2 separate regions of the Sus scrofa genome follow, and region 2 is linked to region 1. A link is a contact called in public HiChIP or PLAC-seq data. All regions are on one chromosome and are shown on one strand. The core of a region is the stretch at or near the end of the contact, and the rest is flanking DNA. Distances in the headings are between cores, read along the strand shown.

The links. HiChIP or PLAC-seq counts read pairs in DNA pulled down with a chosen protein or histone mark.
Region 2: a contact with region 1 is called in an H3K27ac HiChIP or PLAC-seq map of alveolar macrophages. The contact joins the promoter of BBOF1 here to the promoter of COQ6 in region 1. A contact is called at or near these places in 1 of 5 promoter capture datasets (liver), 4 of 47 Hi-C or Micro-C datasets (blood, fetal liver and heart right ventricle) and 1 of 2 datasets of contacts at active chromatin or transcription factors (alveolar macrophages).

The regions. Positions count from the first base shown.
Region 1 is chr7:97,255,763-97,261,474 of Sscrofa11.1, reverse strand. It overlaps COQ6 (ubiquinone biosynthesis monooxygenase COQ6, mitochondrial), which reads right to left and starts at 2,858. Exons shown (of 12, transcript XM_001929106.5): 1 at 2,636-2,858. The coding sequence starts at 2,801. FAM161B (protein FAM161B) reads left to right here and starts at 2,800. Exons shown (of 10, transcript XM_021100078.1): 1 at 2,800-2,861; 2 at 2,913-3,165; 3 at 5,480-5,712. The coding sequence starts at 2,800.
Region 2 is chr7:97,313,893-97,319,604 of Sscrofa11.1, reverse strand. BBOF1 (basal body-orientation factor 1) reads right to left here and starts at 2,975. Exons shown (of 13, transcript XM_001929154.4): 1 at 2,782-2,975. The coding sequence starts at 2,837. It overlaps ENTPD5 (ectonucleoside triphosphate diphosphohydrolase 5), which reads left to right and starts at 3,027. Exons shown (of 18, transcript XM_021099509.1): 1 at 3,027-3,096.

The sequences.
Region 1 (5,712 bases), core at 1,609-4,108:
TTGTATTTAGATAATAGATATTTACAATCTTCAAAGTATTAAGTTCCTAAAAATTACAAATCCTGTTCAATAGAAAAATGTACTTAAGAAGCAAAATTCGGGAGTTCCTATTGTGGCTCAGCGGGTTACAAACAACCAGTACCCATGAGGATGCAGGTTCAATCCCTGGCCTTGCTCAGTGGATTAAGGATCCGGTGTTGCCATGAGCTGTGTTGCAGGTCTCAGACACAGCTCGGATTCAACTCCTAGCCTGGGAACTTCCATATGCCACAAGTGCAGTCAGCACAAAAAAAAGCAAAAAAAACCTATTGCATAGCACAGGGAACTAGAGTCAATATTTTGTAATAATCTATAAGGGGAAAGAATATATATATAAAACGGAATCACTTGGCTATACACCTGAAAGTAATACAACATTGTAAATCAACTATTTTTCAATTTTTAATTTTTATCTATTTCTTTTTCTTTTTTTTTTTTTTTTTTTTTGGCTGCACCCAAATCATGCAGAAGTTCCTGGGCCAAGGATGGAACTTGTGCCACAGCAACAACCTGAACCACTGCAGTGGCACCACCAGATCCTTAACTTGCTGTGTCAGGAGAGAACTCCTCAAATTTTTTTTTTTTTTTTAATTTTCCCACTGTACAGCAAGGGGATCAAGTTATCCTTACATGTATACATTACAATTACATTTTTCCCCCACCCTTTGTTCTGTTGCAACATGAGTATCTAGACAAAGTTCTCAATGCTATTCAGCAGCATCTCCTTGTAAATCTATTCTAAGTTGTGTCTGATAAGTCCAAGCTCCCAATCCCTCCCACTCCCTCCCCCACCCATCAGGCAGCCACAAGTCTTTTCTCCAAGTCCATGATTTTCTTTTCTGAGATGTTCATTTGTGCTGGATATTAGATTCCAGTTATAAGTGATATCATATGGTATTTATCTTTGTCTTTCTGGCTCATTTCACTCAGTATGAGATTCTCTAGTTCCATCCATGTTGCTGCAAATGGCATTTTTTTAAAAAAGTGAAAAAAAACAACCCACAAAATGGGAGACAATATTTGAAAATCATTTATCTGATAAGGGGCTTATACCCAGAATATATTAAAAAAAAAAAAAAAACCTCTTAAAAAGTAAATAATAAAAGGAAAAACAGCCAATTTAAAAATGGGCAGAGGTTCTGAATACCTCTCTAAAGAAGATATACAAATGACAGATAAACCTGAAAAGATATTCAACATCATTAGTCATTAGGGAAATGCAAATTAAAAGCAGGAGATAGCTGGAGGTCCCTTGTGGCAGAGCAGGTTAATTACCCAGCGTTGGCACTGCAGAGGCCCAGGTTTGATCCCTAGGAACTTCCATATGCTGCAGTGCTGGATGGATGGATGGATAGAGAAAGGAAGGAAGGAAGGAAGAAAACAAAACAAAACAATGAACAAAGGAAAGAACCAGGAGAGAGCACTTCACACTCCCTAGTATAACTAGTAACAAAAAGATACTAACATTGCTATCCAGGATGTGGAGAAATTATATTTGTCATATATTGTTGGGGGAAATGTATTTTACATGGGCAGCCACTTTGGAACACTGGCTGTTCTTCAAAAGGTTAAACAGAGTTTACTGTGACCTAGCAAATCCACTCCTAGGAATAGGAGTGTACACAAAAGCTTATACACAAAATGATAGTAGCATTACTTGCTATCGTCCAAAACTGATGAATGAATAAATGTGCTATATCCACACAAAATATTAAGCTTGTAAAAAGGAATGAAGCACAAGCTACAACCTGCGTGAAAATCAAAAACATTAAGTAGATTCCATGTATATGGAAATGTCCCAAAAAAGCAAATATATAGAGGCGGAAAGTACACGAGCAGTTACCTAGGGGGGACGTGGACAGTGACCATTAAGGAGTTTGGATTCCTTTTGGAGATGATAAAAATACTTTAAAATTTATTGTGGCGATGGCTGCACAATTCTGTGAATATACTAAAAATCATCAAATTCTATGCTTTAAATGATAGTGTACAAATCATATCTCAATGAAGCTATTTATTTATTTATTTTTGACTTTTTAGGGCCGCACCCACGGCATATGGAGGTTCTCGGGCTAGGGGTATAGTTGGAGCTGTCGCTGCCGGCTCACACCACAGCCACAGCAATGTAGATCCCACAGGAGTCTGCAACCTAGACCACCGCTCAGGGCAACGCTGGATCCTTAACCCACTGAGTGAGGCCAAGGATGAAACCTGCATCTTCCTCACTAGTCAGATTCATTTCCACTGAGCCACCACGGGAACGCCTCAGTGAAGCTGTTTAAAAACCAACACAAACCAGCCTAGCTCAATAGGCAATGCCTGCTTCCTTTCAACGGTGTCCAGAACTAAAAAACCCTGGGCAAGTCTGTTTCCCCACGCCTTGGAAGAACTCCTACTGTTCCCTCCCACTTTTGACCCTTTGACATCCTGAAGGAACAAACGCTTGCCCCAAGGCCTTGGGGCTCCTCTGGGCAGGGAATGGACCACAAGATACATAACTCTCAGACTCTGGGCAAACAGTGCCAGGGTTCCCACGGTTCTCACCGTTCCTCCCGGGCCCCACTCCCCGCCACTACCGGTCTGGAGATGCGCTTACCCAAGGCACAGGCCATAGCGGCGCCCACCATGCCTCCACCCGACACCACAACATCATACACGGTGTCAGCCGTGGCGCCGGCCCACCTCCGACAGGAAACTAGCGGGCCTCTCTGGGCAGCAGAAAGAGCAGTCCCCGATCGGCTGCCAGCCAGCCGGGCAGCCATGGTGCTGACTTGCGCCGTATTTGGCGCCCCGCTAGGCCCGCCTCCGGGAGCACTTCCGGAGCAGAGCCCTCCAGTCACTAGCTGCTTTAACCTCCACCTCTAAACCGGAAGTAGAACTTACCTAGAGAATAAGCCAATCAGAAGACGAATCTTGCCTGCCGAGGAAAGGGACCATTTCGTGTATCTGCCTGGAAGCCAATCAGCGGCCCAAGCGAGAAAGGGGCGGAACCTGACCTGCGTAGCTAGGGCAGCTACAGCAGCTGTCACGCCACTGTCTCTTCCACGCTTCTGTCTCTGCCCAGCTGAGGAGATGACCGTGGGGAGCTCCTCGGGAAGCTCCTGCGGCGCTCAGTGGAGTCCTCAGGTGAGGAAAGAAAAAGAAAGGGAGCGATCATGTCTGCTAACTGGAAAGGAATCCCTAAGAGAGGAAACTGTTTGACGTTGCCTTGGAGACCGTCGACAGGGGCGTGTCACAGGGGCGTGGGATTAAAACTGACCGAGTTTAGGCAAGCGGAGACCAGACTCAGCAATGGGACTCCAATGCTTGAGCTTTCTGACAAGCTATTCATAGAGCCATAGCAATGGCCTTTAGTTTTTCCTTTTCCTCTCAACCATCCCAGGACTAAAAGCACGATTCTTGTCTCCATTTCATAGAAGAAAAAGCTGAGGCACAGAGAGATTAAGAAATTTGCCCCCATGGAGTTCCCGTCGTGGCTCAGTGGTTAAAGAATCCGAGTAGGAACCTTGAGGTTGTGAGTTCGATCCCTGGCTCCGCTCAGCGGGTTAAGAATCCGGCGTTGCCGTGAGCTGTGGTGTAGGTCGCAGACACGGCTCGGATCTGGCGTTGCTGTGGCTCTGGCGTAGGCCTGCAGCTATAGCTCCGATTCGACCCCTAGCCTGGGAACCACCATATGCGGCGGGTGCGGCCCTAAAAAGGACAAAAAGACAAAACAAAACAAAAAACCAGAAATTTGCCTCCCAAATCCACAGAGACAGAAAGTAAACTGGTGGTTGCTTAGGGCTTGAGGCTTGGAGGAGGGTTAGAGAAGATAGGGAGTGACAACAAAATGGAATGGGGTCCTTTGGGAGGATGATTTAAATGATCTGAAACTGATTGTGGTGATGGTTGTGCAACTCTGAATATATTGAAACCCACTGAACTGTTCACTTTGAGTGATTTGTATCAATTATATGGTAACGAAATTGACAACACTAACCCGCCTGAACCCAGCCAAAACCCAGATTGGGACTTGAACCCAGGTGCCAGGACCCGACCCAACCTAAAGCCAGATTGAGACTTAAACCCACGGTTTTAAATTCGAGTTACCCTGTGTTTGGACTCACCAAGGCTCAGGTTCTTTATGCCTCTGCGCAGAAGGAATTCAGCGAAAGACAAAGCGACAGACAAGGAACAGATTTACTAGGATAGGACTCTTGTAAGAGGTACAAGTGAGCAGGCAAGGAAGCCCTGCGGAGGGTCTAATCTTCGGGGCCGCAATTTTATCATCCGAGGGGAGTGGGGGTTGGAAAGGCCCGCCTCTTCCTCTCCGGGAATAGAGCTCCTCCTTAGTATCCTGTAAGGAGTGTATTCAAATCAGCTGAAGGGTGGCCTTCAAACTCTTCCCCTGGGTCTGAATCTGAATGCAGGACTTATCCCATCTCCCACCCAATGACCTGGGGGCGATTCTCACACCTCCACTGGTTAAGCAAGCCTGCTTTGTTTTGAACTTACAGTGGTCTCCCAACATCTCCCAGGTTTTCCTCTTTATCTATCTATTGGGACTTCCACAACCACCTGTGTCTACTCTAGCCCTATCAGTCTGAGTGAATTATATCCAAAAAATCGTTTTTATTTTTTTATTTTTATTTATTTATTTTTTTGTTTTTTTGCATTTTCTAGGGCCGCACCCGCGGCATATGGAGGTTCCCAGGCTAGGGGTCAAACCAGAGCTGTAGCCGCTGGCCTACACCAGAGCCACAGCAACTCAGGATCCGAGCTGCGTATGCAACCCACACCACAGCTCATGGCAACACCAGATCCCTAACCCACTGAGCAAGGCCAGGGATCGAACCCACAGCCTCATGGTTCCCAGTCGAATTCATTAACCACCTTGCCATGACGGGAAACTCCTCGTTTTGTTTTTAAAAGAAATTTTCCTAAAATTCACATGCTTTTCAGTAGCAGAGTGAGAGCTAGAGCACATACCTACCTTTGAATCCAGAGTCAGAATTCCCTTCAACCAAGCACACCCCATATACCAATACGTGAAATTTCTTTAAAGCAAGGAACACATTTATTTTTTTATTAAAGTACAGTTGATTTACAGTGTTGTGCTAATTTCTGCTGTACAGCAAAGTAACCCAGTCATTCATATATATATATTCCTTTTCTTATATTACCCTCCATCACAGTCCATCCCAAGAGACTGGATATAGTTCCCTGTGCTGTACAGTCGGACCTCAGTGCTTATCCATCCTAACTGTAATAGTTTGCATCCACGAACCCCCAACTCTCAGTCCATCCCTCTCCCTTTCTGTCCCCCCTCCCTCTTGTCACAAGTCTGAGGAACACATTTTTCTTTACTCCTCTTCAGCTTTAATATATAGAGGCTTATTTAAAGTGAAATTAAAATAGTTATGTTTTGAAATTATAGTTTGTCTATTCTATTTCATTTTAGATGTTTCCCCCCAAATCCTCCTCAGACACAGAGACAGAAGAGCAGCCGCCTGGGGATGGGCTGGTTTTGCCCAGAGCTGGCAGGCTCAGTGAGTTCCTCAGCCCAGAGGAGGAGACAGATTCTACTTCTGATTCAACGGGGAGCTTTTATGAGACCCTGCAAGCGCTGAGGCAGAAAGGCAGGTGGTGCCTGTTGGAATCCCTTTATCCCTCTGACCCAGACAGTGATGGGAG
Region 2 (5,712 bases), core at 1,726-4,225, 58 kb before region 1:
CCTACAACCTCATGGTTACTAGTCAGGTTCATAAACCACTGAGCCACAACGGGAACTCCAAGAATTCATCTATATTTGAATTCTAGATATCTTCATACATATGTATGTGTGGACCTTTATACAGTCACTCTCCACTCCCCCAACTGCTGGTTCTTGATCTCTTTCCAGTCCCACCCTCATGCTGTGTTCTCATAAAATTAATTCTAGCCCCATCCCCAACCCCTCAACTGGTTACACTTGTTGACATCCCTCTCCACCAGGATTTAGGCATTCATGATAAGACTGTCTTGCTATAATTACCCAATTTCTCCCTGGATATATCAGGTCTAAGCTACCCAGTGTAATCTATGCAAGAAATTAAATAAGATTTGTCACAGGGAGAAACAAAACAGGGTTTCTCAAACTATGAGTCATGAAAAATTCAAGGAATAAGAGGTCTGTTACCCTGAATGTTTCTCATTGTTGATACATGCACCATAGACGCATGGTCAAAAATAGAAAACATATGCCGGTAAATTCCAGGAATGCAATAAGCCCTTGGCACTTTTTAAAAATGCTAGACTAAGTATGCAATTACGTAAGAAAAAAACTCACTGTAGAAGAATACTTATATTACTACACTGGGAGAAAATGCCACAAATAAATATGTATACTGGGCTATCATTTCACAGGGAAGAAAAAGAATATTCCAAAATTATAGTAGTGGTTATCCTTGGAAGATGGGATCACAGGTGATTTTTTATTTCTCCTTTGACTTTCTATGTTTCCTAAACTTTCTATAGTGAGCATGCATTCCTCCCATAAACAAGTTACTCCATAAACTTTACAAGGATTCCCTTGTGGTCCCATATATAGTGTTGTTGGACACCATGTATGACTCCAAGGCATCTAGGAATCACTAGGGTCATCCAATAGGTTTAGAGGCAATTTAGCAGCAACTCCAAACCTGCAAAGATTTAGTGCTAGAGCTATACTACCCATTTCAGAATTCTGATCAGTTTGGGGAAACGTGAATAATTACCCAGTTTAGTCAAATCCTTGGGTTTTCCTTTGAACCAAAAGGAATCCCTGAGAAAGCCCAAGGAGATCCTTCAGTCACCCAGAGATCCTTTTGATGTTCAAGATCATCTCAACCACAAAGAAACTGCTCAGGCCATAGGCAAAAAATAATGAACCCAGGAGTTCCCATCATGGCTCAGTGGTAATGAACCCGACTAGGATCCACAGGATGTGGGTTTGATCCCTGGCCTTGCTTGGTGGGCTAAGGATCCAGCATTGCCATAAGCTGCAGTGTAGGTCCAAGATTCCGCTGGAATCTTGCGTTGCTGTGGCGTAGGTAGGCAGCTGTAGCTCCAATTTGACCCCTAGCCTGGGAACTTACATATGCCCTGGGTGTGGCCCTAAAAAGCAAAAAATAAAAATAACAAGCCCAGAGCATCAGAGCACAGTTCTTGTGGATGAAAAAAGAAGATTCAAGTTAAAGCATACACAAGCAGACACCTTAATTTATTTAAGAAATAGTAAGCATCTGCCATGATCCAGACTCTCTGGTAGGTGCTGGATGTATGGCAAATAATGCTTACTGCCTATTCTCTGTGCTTAAAGCATTGAGCAGGGTTTCCCAACTGATTTTGTGTGTGTGTGTGTGTGTGTGTGAGAGAGAGAGAGAGGGGAGAGAGAGAGAGAGAGAGAGAGAGAGAGAGAGAGAGAGAGAGAGAGAGTGTCTTTTTGCTATTTCTTTGGGCCGCTCCCACGGCATATGGAGGTTCCCAGGCTAGGGGTCCAATCCCAGCTGTAGCCACTGGCCTATGCCACTGCCACAGCAACGCGGGATCTGAGCCGAGTCTGCAACCTACACCACAGCTCACGGCAACGCCGGATCGTTAATCCACTGAGCAAGGGCAGGAACCGAACCCGCAACCTCATGGTTCCTATTCGGATTCGTTAACCACTGCGCCACGACGGGAACTCCCCAAATGAAATTCTTCTAAGCCACATGATTGTTTCTTGCGAGGCTAGGAATTGTCCTGTGCCCTGTAGGGTATTTAGCAGCGTCCCCAGTCTCTTATCCACTAAATTTCCCCAGATGTGACAACCAAAAATGTCTCTAGATATTGACAAGTGTCCTCTGGGAGTCAAAATTGCCTCGCTGAGAACCATGGTCTCAGGTAGTGCTATCCAACAGAACTTTCTGTGATGACGGAAATGCTCTATATCTGGGCTGTCCAATACGGTCACCATAGCCACATGTGCTTACTGACTACTTGCAATGTGGCTAGTACAAAGGAGGATCTGAATTCTTAATATTATTTAATTCTAACTTATAATCATAGCCACACACGATCAATGACTACTCTATTGGACAGCACAGGTCTAGAGGATCTCCAATGTTCCAAGAAATGGTATCCTGACCTTCGCTTTCAGTGTCAGAACTCTTCTACCTCACAGTTCTTTTTTCCTCCAGCACTAATTTCACTGGGTCCAATGTTACTCCTGTTTTTTGGGAACTTATCTGCCTTCTCATTAGTGCATGACACATGGGCGGGTCTATTCCACATTACTTCAGGGTCTCAAATCCTGTCTTAGTTGAAACAGTATAGTTTGGCATGCGTTTTGGAAACTTCTGAGCAAGGGGAGCTGTCCCTCTCAGCAGCTGAGTGAGAGAGAGGAGCGTCCAGGAAGGTGGGGTGTGGGGTGGGGAAGGGCGCCAGTGGGCCTGCACCTACAAATCCCCGGAGGGTAGGTCCAGGGAGCAGGGCCCCCAGTGTGGCTTCTCCTTACTTCTTCTTCTTGTCTTTGCCCTGGCCCTTCTTTTTGTCCTTTCCCTTCGACGGCATCTTGGCTTCTCCAGGGGCTCTGTTGTCGTCGTTGCCTCTCTGCCGCCGCCCAGACCCGGCTTCGTCTCCAAGGACACCAGCACGCTGATGGGGTAAACTTCCGCGCGGGCCGTTGCCGGCGAACAGAGCGCACGCGCTCGTGACGTAGCCCCGACGCCGCCGCGCGGGGCCCAGTCCACGGGCCGGGCGCAGGGGGCGGGGCGGAGATCACGCAGAGGGCGGTGGGCGGCCGCGCCGGAGCGGCGCGCGCGCGCGCGCGGTGAGTGTGCGAACCTCGGAGTCGCCCAACCCAGCTCACGGTCCCAGCTGGTCCAGCGAGGAGGGCGGAGCGGGCGGTGGCAGGACGGCCGGGGCGTCCTCCCCTCTGGAGGCTGGCTTCCCGGCGGGTTCGGCCGCCGCGCAGCGGTGCTCAGAGCGTCGCCTCAGCCGAGTTTGCAGCGTTTGGCGTCTTGCCCTCATGCTGCAGCCAGCGTGGCCGCGGCCACCTCGCTCTCGTCCCTGCCCCGCCTCTCCCGAAGCTGCGTCTTCGGGACTCTTTTGGTTCCTTCTCTCTCTCCTGGCTTCTAACTCTTGCTAGTTCTGCAAGGGATGGTGCAGCCAGCGGGCTTCCCAGGCCAAACATTTTTTGGTGAGGCAGCTGAGGACTTTTCCGAGGGTGGTGGTTGGGCGTGAGGCGGGCCAGGGGCGTGGGCGTCGGGGAACCGGGCAAGGAGAGAAGTGCTGCCACCTGGGGTGGGAGAGGCTCCGGGGCCTGGAGGAGAGTCCTGGGGTCAGGCCCTCGGTCCCATTCTGTCCTGTCTTGGCAGACGCTGCCCGCCCAGAACCGGCCCGGGATTCCCATTGGCTAATAATCTCGTTTCTCCTCAGTGTCCTTTTTTTCCTGCAAGTTGTGTAAAGTTGAAAGCGCTTGCTTGCCTTTTTGTTTGTTTGTTTTTGGTTTAGTTTGATGTGTTCCCCTCTTCCCCCCAGCACGCCTGAAAAAGACTAAAACTCAAAAGTATTGTTCGCCTGTTTCAGAGGAGGAGCTCTATGATTATGCCTTCATTCATTGAGTTGGTCCTCGAGTCATTGAGGAGGATAGGGAATTATGGGTGCCAAGACAACAGTTAGGAAATTTGTGATTGAAGCTCTGCTGTGCCTAATCCTCCATTTAAAATTTTGTCGTGGGAGCACCCGCTGTAGCGCGCAACGGGATCAGCGGCATCTTGGGAGCTCCGGGACGAGAGTTCGATCCCCTGCCCGCACAATGGGTTAAGGATCTGGCGTTGCCGCAGTTGCCGCTTAGGTCGCCTCTGCTACCGGGATCTGATGCCTGAGAGTTCTATATGCGGCAAAATTTATTTATTTAGCTTTTTAGGGTCCCCGCCCCGCATGTGGACGTTCCCAAGGGGTTAAATCGGAGCTACAGCTGCCGGCCTATGCCACAGCGAAGGCAAGGCTGGATCCCTAATCTACTGAGCAAGGCCAGGGATCGAGCCCGCATCCTCATGGATCCTACTTGAGTTCTTAACTGCTGAGCCAGGAATGGAACTCCCAAATTTATTTTTTCATTGCACATCTTCCTTCTCCCTTTCTCTAGGGAGGGAGAACTTAATCCCTACACCCTTTCCAGAGTTCTCTGATGCACCCCCCTTTTTCCCCTCCCACTTGCTTCTGTTTCTCAATTCAGTGGTTATAGGGAACTTGCTAAGGTTAATAAGCACTGAAAATCTTTTTAGTCATACCATCTGCTGGCATGATAGTGGCTTGCTCTATTTCTGGTGCTTTCCCCCTCTGTTTGCGTGTCACTTTTCTGTGAGTCCAGGTGGGATCAGCATACATTGAAAGGGTTTATTCTGATATGGAATCTAGAAGTTACTATTGATTGTATATGTGTAAGGTTGAACAATACACGTTACTGACAGCTTGCAGAAAAAAAGAGGGTAGAGCATCTTCTATCAGAGGCCTTATATTTGGAATTCATTCTAAAAATTGGTTACTGGAGTTCCCGTCATGCCACAGTGGTTAACGAATCCAACTCGGAACCATGAGGTGGATTCAATCCCTGTCCTTGCTCAGTGGGTTAAGGATCCAGCATTGCCTTAAGCTGTGGTGTAAGTCACAGATGCGACTCGGATCCGGCATTGCTGTGGCTCTGGTGTAGGCCAGCAGCAGCAGCTCTGATTAGACCTCTAACCTAGGAACCTCCATATGCTGAGGGAGCAGCCCTAGAAAAGGCAAAAAGACAAAAATAAATAAAAATAGGTTACTGCATAATATGAAAGTCAGTCCAAGACTTTTGTTATCAGATAACATAAACATAAAAATTTGACTGTAGGAGTTCCTGTCTTGTATCCATGAGGACGCAGATTGGATCCCTGGCCTCACTCAGTGGGTTAAGGATCCGGCATTGCTGTGAGTTGTAGTGTAGGTCTCAGACACTGCTTCCATCTGGCCTTGCTGTGGCTCTGATTCAGCCCTTAGCCTGGAAACTTCCATAAGCCCTAAAAAGCAAAAAAATAAAAAAATAAAAATAGACTGTAACAAGGTTATTTCTTGATATATATATGTATACTATTTTAGTTACATGCATTTTATAGTTATTTTATCATACAACATATTTTATTGACTATAAGTTTTTGTGGTCAAAACTGTTATGACTTGAATATGGCTAAAAGAAATGCCCAGATTCACACTGTAGTAGAGCTTGTTCTAGAATGTACTGTCTTCTGAACCTCCACATTCTCTGTCAAAGAACTGGATGTTATTATTCAGTCATCTCTTTGTGAGAAACATCTGATGGTGCAGATAGTAAAGTAGGAAGTTGCTATGTAGCAGTTCGTCTGGTAGCATTTCCTTCCATAATTTCTTGTAGGTAGTTTTACTGTGAAGTTTA